Linked DNA regions of Sus scrofa: region 2 is linked to region 1. Evidence: chromatin contacts called from public HiChIP or PLAC-seq data. All regions are on one chromosome and are shown on one strand. Each heading gives the region's core, a stretch centred on a gene start, on an enhancer-like site or on the middle of the called end of the contact. The rest is flanking DNA. Distances are from core to core; before and after follow the strand shown. Region 1 overlaps LOC110255544 (a long non-coding RNA gene). Region 2 has its middle 18 kb from the start of CD46.

Evidence for each region. HiChIP or PLAC-seq counts read pairs in DNA pulled down with a chosen protein or histone mark.
Region 2: an H3K27ac HiChIP or PLAC-seq map of skeletal muscle shows a contact between it and region 1. The contact joins two enhancer-like sites. A contact is called at or near these places in 1 of 5 promoter capture datasets (fetal liver) and 2 of 2 datasets of contacts at active chromatin or transcription factors (alveolar macrophages and skeletal muscle).

The regions. Positions count from the first base shown.
Region 1 is chr9:134,975,872-134,979,210 of Sscrofa11.1, reverse strand. LOC110255544 (a long non-coding RNA gene) reads right to left here. Exons shown (of 2, transcript XR_002336086.1): 2 at 1-3,339. Among named protein-coding and RNA genes, the nearest start is that of MIR29B-2, 42 kb to the left of the region's middle. Within about 2 kb of position 2,015, at least 28 of the 83 cell types and tissues checked have an H3K27ac peak or open chromatin away from gene starts, as enhancers often do. A contact at or near this core is called in skeletal muscle, where this site is marked.
Region 2 is chr9:135,095,501-135,098,619 of Sscrofa11.1, reverse strand. No RefSeq gene overlaps it. Among named protein-coding and RNA genes, the nearest start is that of CD46, 18 kb to the right of the region's middle. Within about 2 kb of position 1,474, at least 65 of the 83 cell types and tissues checked have an H3K27ac peak or open chromatin away from gene starts, as enhancers often do. A contact at or near this core is called in skeletal muscle, where this site is marked.

The DNA.
Region 1 (3,339 bases), core at 766-3,265:
CGCACATCCTCTGCCTCCTGGACCCGGCTTCCTTGCCGTCCCCAGGCGCGCCCCCACTCTTTCCACCAAGCTCTTTTTCTCACTGCTCATCCATGTGGGGTGCCCGTCCCTCTTCTCTGCACTGTTCCATATTCAGACCCCAACCGTATTTCAAGGCCCCGCTCAAGTTTAAGACGTCCACGGAGTCTGTGCTTCATGCATCCTTCTCTGTTGCTGCTGCTGCTGCACCTGCTGCAAGTCCTAGTGCCTCACCCAGAGCCTGGCACTGAACAGCTCTGGCTGGAGTCCTCACTGTGGCACAGCAGAAACGAATCTGACTAGTATCCATGAGGACGCAGGTTCGATCCACGGCCTTGCTCAGTGGGTTAAGGATCCAGTGTTGCCATGAGCTGTGGTGTAGGTCGCAGACATGGCTTGGATCTGGTGTGGCTGTGGCATAGGCCAGCGGCTGCAGCTCTGATTCAACCCCCGACCTAGGAACCTCCATGTGCCTCAGGTGTGGCCCTAAAAGGACAAAAAGAAAAAAAAAAAAGAAAGAAAGAAAGAAAGAAAAATAGCTCTGGCTGTTTCAGGTGTGCTTCCCTGATCTCATGTTCTGGCCTGTGCTTCTACCACCGCGCTATAGAAACCTTTTTCCAAGGTCAACAATGACGTCAGACAGAGCTGAGTTTGCCTTGTCTCCATCAGTACTTGCCAATTCGTGTTCCTTCCTCAGACCCTATCCTTCCTGACTTGGGTGGCACCCCTCGTAAAAAGCCCTCTCCCGTTTTTAAGTCCATGGCACTTGGCACTTTCCCGAGACCCCTTTCCTGCTCTTTCATGGCTCTGCTCCCACCTGTGCTGCGCCCGGGCCTGGGCTCCCATCTCCCAGCCCCCGTACCCTGGGAGTACCTTCTCATCGCTGCCTTCATCCCTCACCTCACCTGTGGTCCTGAGTCAGCCTGGAACACCTGTTGGACAGCCCATCTGGGGAGCCCACTGTCCGTTTATGTTCACAAAAATTAAAACTCATTCAACCATTATTTGTTGAGCACATAGTAGGGCCAAGATCTACTCTAGTCTTGGTAAGCAAGCCATATGGAAGTGCTTGCCTCAAGTGTCCATCAGTAGACATGACAAATGAAAGGATAAATGAGATGTGGTACATTCACACAACGGGGGAGGTATCCCGGCTCTAGAGGAAGGAAATTCTGACCCACGCTCTAGCATGGAAAAACCTAATGACATTATGTTAAGTGAAGGAAGCCAGCTGCAAAAGGCAAAGGTTGTGTGCCTCTACTTTTATCGAGTGCCTCGAGTAGGAGAAAGCAGACAGGTGTATGCCAGGGACTGGAAGGGGAAGGTGGGGAATTCTTCTGTAGTGGGTACAGTTTCCGTTTTTCAAGGTGAAAAGAATTCTGAAGATGGACGGTCATGATGGTTGCACAAGAATATGAAGGTACTTAAAACCAACGAACCACATACTTAAAAATGGTTAAGATGGTAAATTTTATACTACACATATTTGCCACAGCAAAAAAAAAAAAAAAAAAAGGTGTGGGGGGAAGTCCTTGCTCTCTGTGTGCTTTTCTGCACGTTATGCCTCAGTAACAATGAAAAAGGCTCGGTCTTCCTGGAACTTGATTGTGGACTCGAGACTGCAGTCATTACCCAGGCAGCTTCCTTCCCGCTGTCCTGTCACCGGAACCGCCATCCCCCCAGGCCTCGTACCACTGTCCCTCAATCCCTCCTTCTCCCCCCACATCCAGGGGCTCTCCGTCCTTCTTCTTCAAGGCTTCAGGTCCCTCCTCCTTCCCAGCATCCCTCCATTTGTGATGGAAAACATGCGGAGGCAGGAAGCTGTCTGCAGAGCCTGGTTCCAAGGCTGGCCCTGCCCCTGGCTCCGAGGAACCTCACACTTAAGCTTTCATTTCCTCGCCCGTTCAATGAGGAGTTTGACGCGATGTTCAGGACGGCTCCTTCTGGCTCCAGCACAGGCTGCTCTCTGGCTCACCCCACCCAGCCTGGCCCGAGGTCTGGCGTATTCCTCGCAGGCCCTCAGCGGCCGGAGAAGAAAGGCCTCTTTGAGGAGGAAGCTGGCCGGCCGGGGCGATGGCTCCCTGCAAGCACTCCCTGGCTCTCTTTCCTGCCTGCCTGAACTTTTACTGCTTGCAACCTTGTGACTCCGGATTACCTGACCTTGAATCCTGCCAGCCCTGCATGGCTGCTGGGACCTCTTCTGACCTGACTGCCTGTAACTGGGACAGCCCTGCCTGCTGCCACTGGACCCTGTCCTGCTTCCACAAACCGAGCTGCCCGTGGCCGTGCGACCACGATGCTGAGAGCTGGACTCCGCATTCTCCAGGGTCCCTACTCATGTGCCCGTCTTGGCCCTGGGCTCTGCAGCATCCTCTGAAGGCATCCCTTTTGCCAGCAAGGTTTACACCTGTGATGGAGTCATTCACTCCCCAAATGTCCACCGTGGTGTCTACCTGTGGCAGGCACTGCTCTGGGCAAGAGACAAAGCAGGATGCAGCACGGCTGCTTCTGCCAACAACACAGCCCATCGCCAGAACAAGCTTCCCGACTCAAAAACGATGTCATCCAACTCGTCACTGTCAAACCCTTTCATCTGAGAGGTATTAACTGAGCACCTACTATGCGCCAGGCACCATTCCAGGCATTCTAATAAAATACCGATTTACGAACTGCAATTTTCTAGGCAGTACAACTGATTACAGAGCACGAGCTCTGCAGTCAAAGTCCCAGTTACGTCACCTTTGGTGAGAACAAAACCTCTCTGAGACTCGGTTTCCTCGCTTGAAAATGCGGGTTAATAGCAGTGACTGATTGATAAGCGTGTATGAGGAATAGATGAGACCGTCCATGCAAAAGCTCGAACAGTATGTGGCACGTGGCAAGAACCTGGATATGAACAGGTTTTATTTTTATGCAACTTCAAAGGTGCCAGCACCTAAACACACCAAGAATGTCAAGAGTCCCTGTCTCCCCTCCACACCCGATACCTCAATAGTGCCTTGATACACAAGGAGCGACAGAAGGTAGCCCTGCCTTTGACGTCGCTTCCGAAGAATAAAAGCCCTCTGTGCAAAGTACTGTATGTATTCCCAATGCTTTTATGTGGATTTTACCAAAATCTCAGGGGCATCACTAACGGTATGGGCACCAAAAGCTGTGGAAGGGAAAAAAAAAATCTGTGGCATGCATAGAGTTAACAATATAGGAAGCGCTATCTACAAACCATTAAGAAAAAAGACAGGCAGTTCCAGAGAAAAATGAGTGAAAGTCTTGAGCAGGCACTTCACAAAAGAGGCTACCCAAACGGCCAGGATCGTGGAA
Region 2 (3,119 bases), core at 225-2,724, 120 kb before region 1:
CCGTGCCCCAAGGGGCTGGGCAAGGAGCGCAGTCCTTCCCGTCTGGGGCTAAAATCAACTGGACGGCTCTTCAGACACCCACGGTCTCTCCACGGTGCTGTCACGTCTCCGTGTTCCCAGCACTGGTAGCTTGTTTGGGGGTTGCGGTTTCTTGCTGTTACACTGAGAAGGAGACTCAGCAGGAACCCAAATGAGAGAAAGATATTCCGGGTGAGTTGGGGCTGCATTAACTTGGGATTAAGAGATGCCAGGTAAGGGAGTTCCCGTTGTGGCTCAGTGGGTTAAGAACTCAACTAGTATCCATGAGGTTTGCAGGCCTCACGCAGTGGGTTAAGGATCCAGTGTTGCTGCAGGCAGTAGGGCAGGTCACAGATGTGTCTCGGATCCAGTGTTGCCTCGCTTGGATCCAGTGCGGCTCTGGAGAAGCTGGCAGCTGCAGCTCCTATTGGAACTCTAGCCTGGAAACTTCCATATGCAGGATGTGCAGCCCTAAGAAGGGAAAAAAAAAGAGAGAGAGAGAGAGGCCAGTTAAGGAAGTTGTGTTGGAGAAATAATATCTGCCGCGACTCTGAAGCCCTTGGTTCACCACTAAATCCCCGCTCCTTCAAGACCCCTGTGGACTGACCTACCGTCTATAAAACAAAACAGGAGGGTACTTACTACCTTCCTTAGGGTCCTGCGACAGTTGTTGAGCTGACTTCCTGCTGCACCCGGAAAAAAACTCACATCTGACAGGGACCTGGGTCTACAGGGATCTCCCTGGTACTTCTGCGCCATCACAACAAGAGTTCAGCGGGTGCTCCCCGCGTGTGTGCGCCCTCCAGCCCTGGCGCGGGCCCTCACGGGTGGGCGGGGAGGGCTCTTTCTCCCCGCAGATGGCAGAGCCCAGGGCTGCGACGTGCCCTGCCTCCCACAGCCAGCAGAGGGCAGCACAGACCCACCCGGGAGCCTTGGCGAGGCCTCAGCATCTGTAACGGAGAACGTCATCCAGAATCATCCACCTGAGCCCCGCCCTAGAGGCGGGGCGGCGGGCGGGCTCCCGGATGGCTTCCAGCGGGAGAGGGTGGAGGGGCTGCCGCCAGTGGGGGCCCTGCAGAGGCAGCCCGCGCAGGAGGACCAGCCCTTCTCTCGCTGGTAACTGCCCAGGGTCTGCGTTCCCTCTGCTTTACCACGCGGGACCCCGCAGGCACACTTTCGTGGGAGGGGTGCGATCAGGACCAGCGCCCCACGGCATAGAGTGAGGGGACCCGTGGCATGCTCAGCCTGGCCCTGGGTCTGAGGGATCAGACGCAGTCTTCACGGGCTGCAGGCTGGCCCAGCTCAGGGAGCCAGAGGCTGAGGCGACACTGACCGGGTCTGGGTCTGAGCGGAGGTTTGCCATCAGGAAAGAAGCCACTGAAAACGGAACTGCACATCAAACCCCAGTCACGTGGGTGGAGGCCAGCTGAGAAGTCCACTGGGCTGGGGGACCTGGGGACGTCCCCAAAGCAGATGCTGCCAGACGCACCAGAGACAGGAAGGGACGGCCTGCACTCTCCCTTCCTTCCGCCCTCCAGCCTCAAGACCCGGGTTGCTGCTGACGCACCCCAGGAGGAAGCTGAAGATCACTTACATATGGAATCTAAAATAGGTCACAAATGAACTTAGCTGTAGAACAGAAACAGACGCACAGATGTAGAGAACAGAATTGTGGTTGCCAAAGGCGAGGCGGGCAGCGAAGGATTGGGAGCTTGGGATTCGCAGATGCAAACTGTTGGATATAGAATATGGATAAACAAGGTCCTCCGAGAGCACAGGCAACTAGTCAGCATCTTGTAATAAACCGTCATGGAAAAAATTACAAAAAAGTGTACATATATCTATGGGTGTGCTTGTGTATATAAAATATACAAATGTGTACATTCGTATGTATATGTCTGCATACATATGTATAAATCACGCTGCTGTACAGCAGAAATTAACACAATATTGAAAATTAACTAAACCTGAATTTAACAAAAACCCCTGCAGGTTATATTTTCCATGCGCTCAACTACCTTGTTTGGCTGCCGGGTTCTCTGGTAAGAGTCTCCTTATTTTATGCACCACTGTATCCTCTTGGGTAATTCTAAAGCACAAAAAAAGGGTTAGGACACCCATATTCTCCTAGGAAATGTTCAAAATTGTAGTTGCCCCTTCTTGGAAGCCAAAGGAAAATAAAAGAAGGCATTAAAAAAAAAAAAAAAAAAAAAAAAAGACCAAAAGCCTAAAAACCAAACAAAAACAAAAACTGACATAAACAGATGAAGTCATTCTTATAAAGACACTTGACACACATTAAGGACAGAGACGTATTTACATTAAAATAAATATATATGACACTAAGAACACTTTTTTAAAAATGTTTTAAGGACTCGAGTTTTACAGAAGAAAAGATAAGCAGATCAGGGGGTTTTTCCAGAAGTGTCGATGAGACAGCTGGTATTCCAGTTTTGCTGTGAGGCCTCAGCCTCTGACCTCTACGTACATATACTATCTTAGAGGTCTGAGAGTGTCTTCCACTGGCACACATCTCCAGGCTGCCAGTGTGGAAGAACTGAGACTTTGGGAATTAAAAAATAATCATAAATCCTTTATAAACACCTTTTACTAAATAAACATTTTGCCTGGCAAGAGAATGTACACAGATTTTCTAACAGTTGATTTAATTATAGCAAAATCAGTGAGGTCAGAGTTAATGCGATCAATACGCTTGGGCAGCCAACTCTATACCCATGAGAAACGGTTTTTCACTTCAAATGAATGGTTTTCTAGAGCAAACCTTCTCAGCACATTCAGTCTCCTAAAGAAGCGTTACAGAAGCTCAGGTTTTGATACGTCAGAAAGGATGCCAATAAAAGCTTTTTAAAAAGCATAATATCACAGGAGTTTCTGTCATGGCTCAGTGGTTAAGGAATCTGCCTAGGAACCATGAGGCTGCGGGTTTGATCCCTGGCCTCGCTCAGTGGGTTAAGGATCCGGTGTCACTGTGAGCTGTGGTGTAGGTCACAGACGCGGCTTGGGTCCCGAGTTGCTGTGGCTTTGGCGTGGCTGGCAGCCGAAGCTCTGATTAGACCCCTAGCCTGGGAGTCTCCATATGC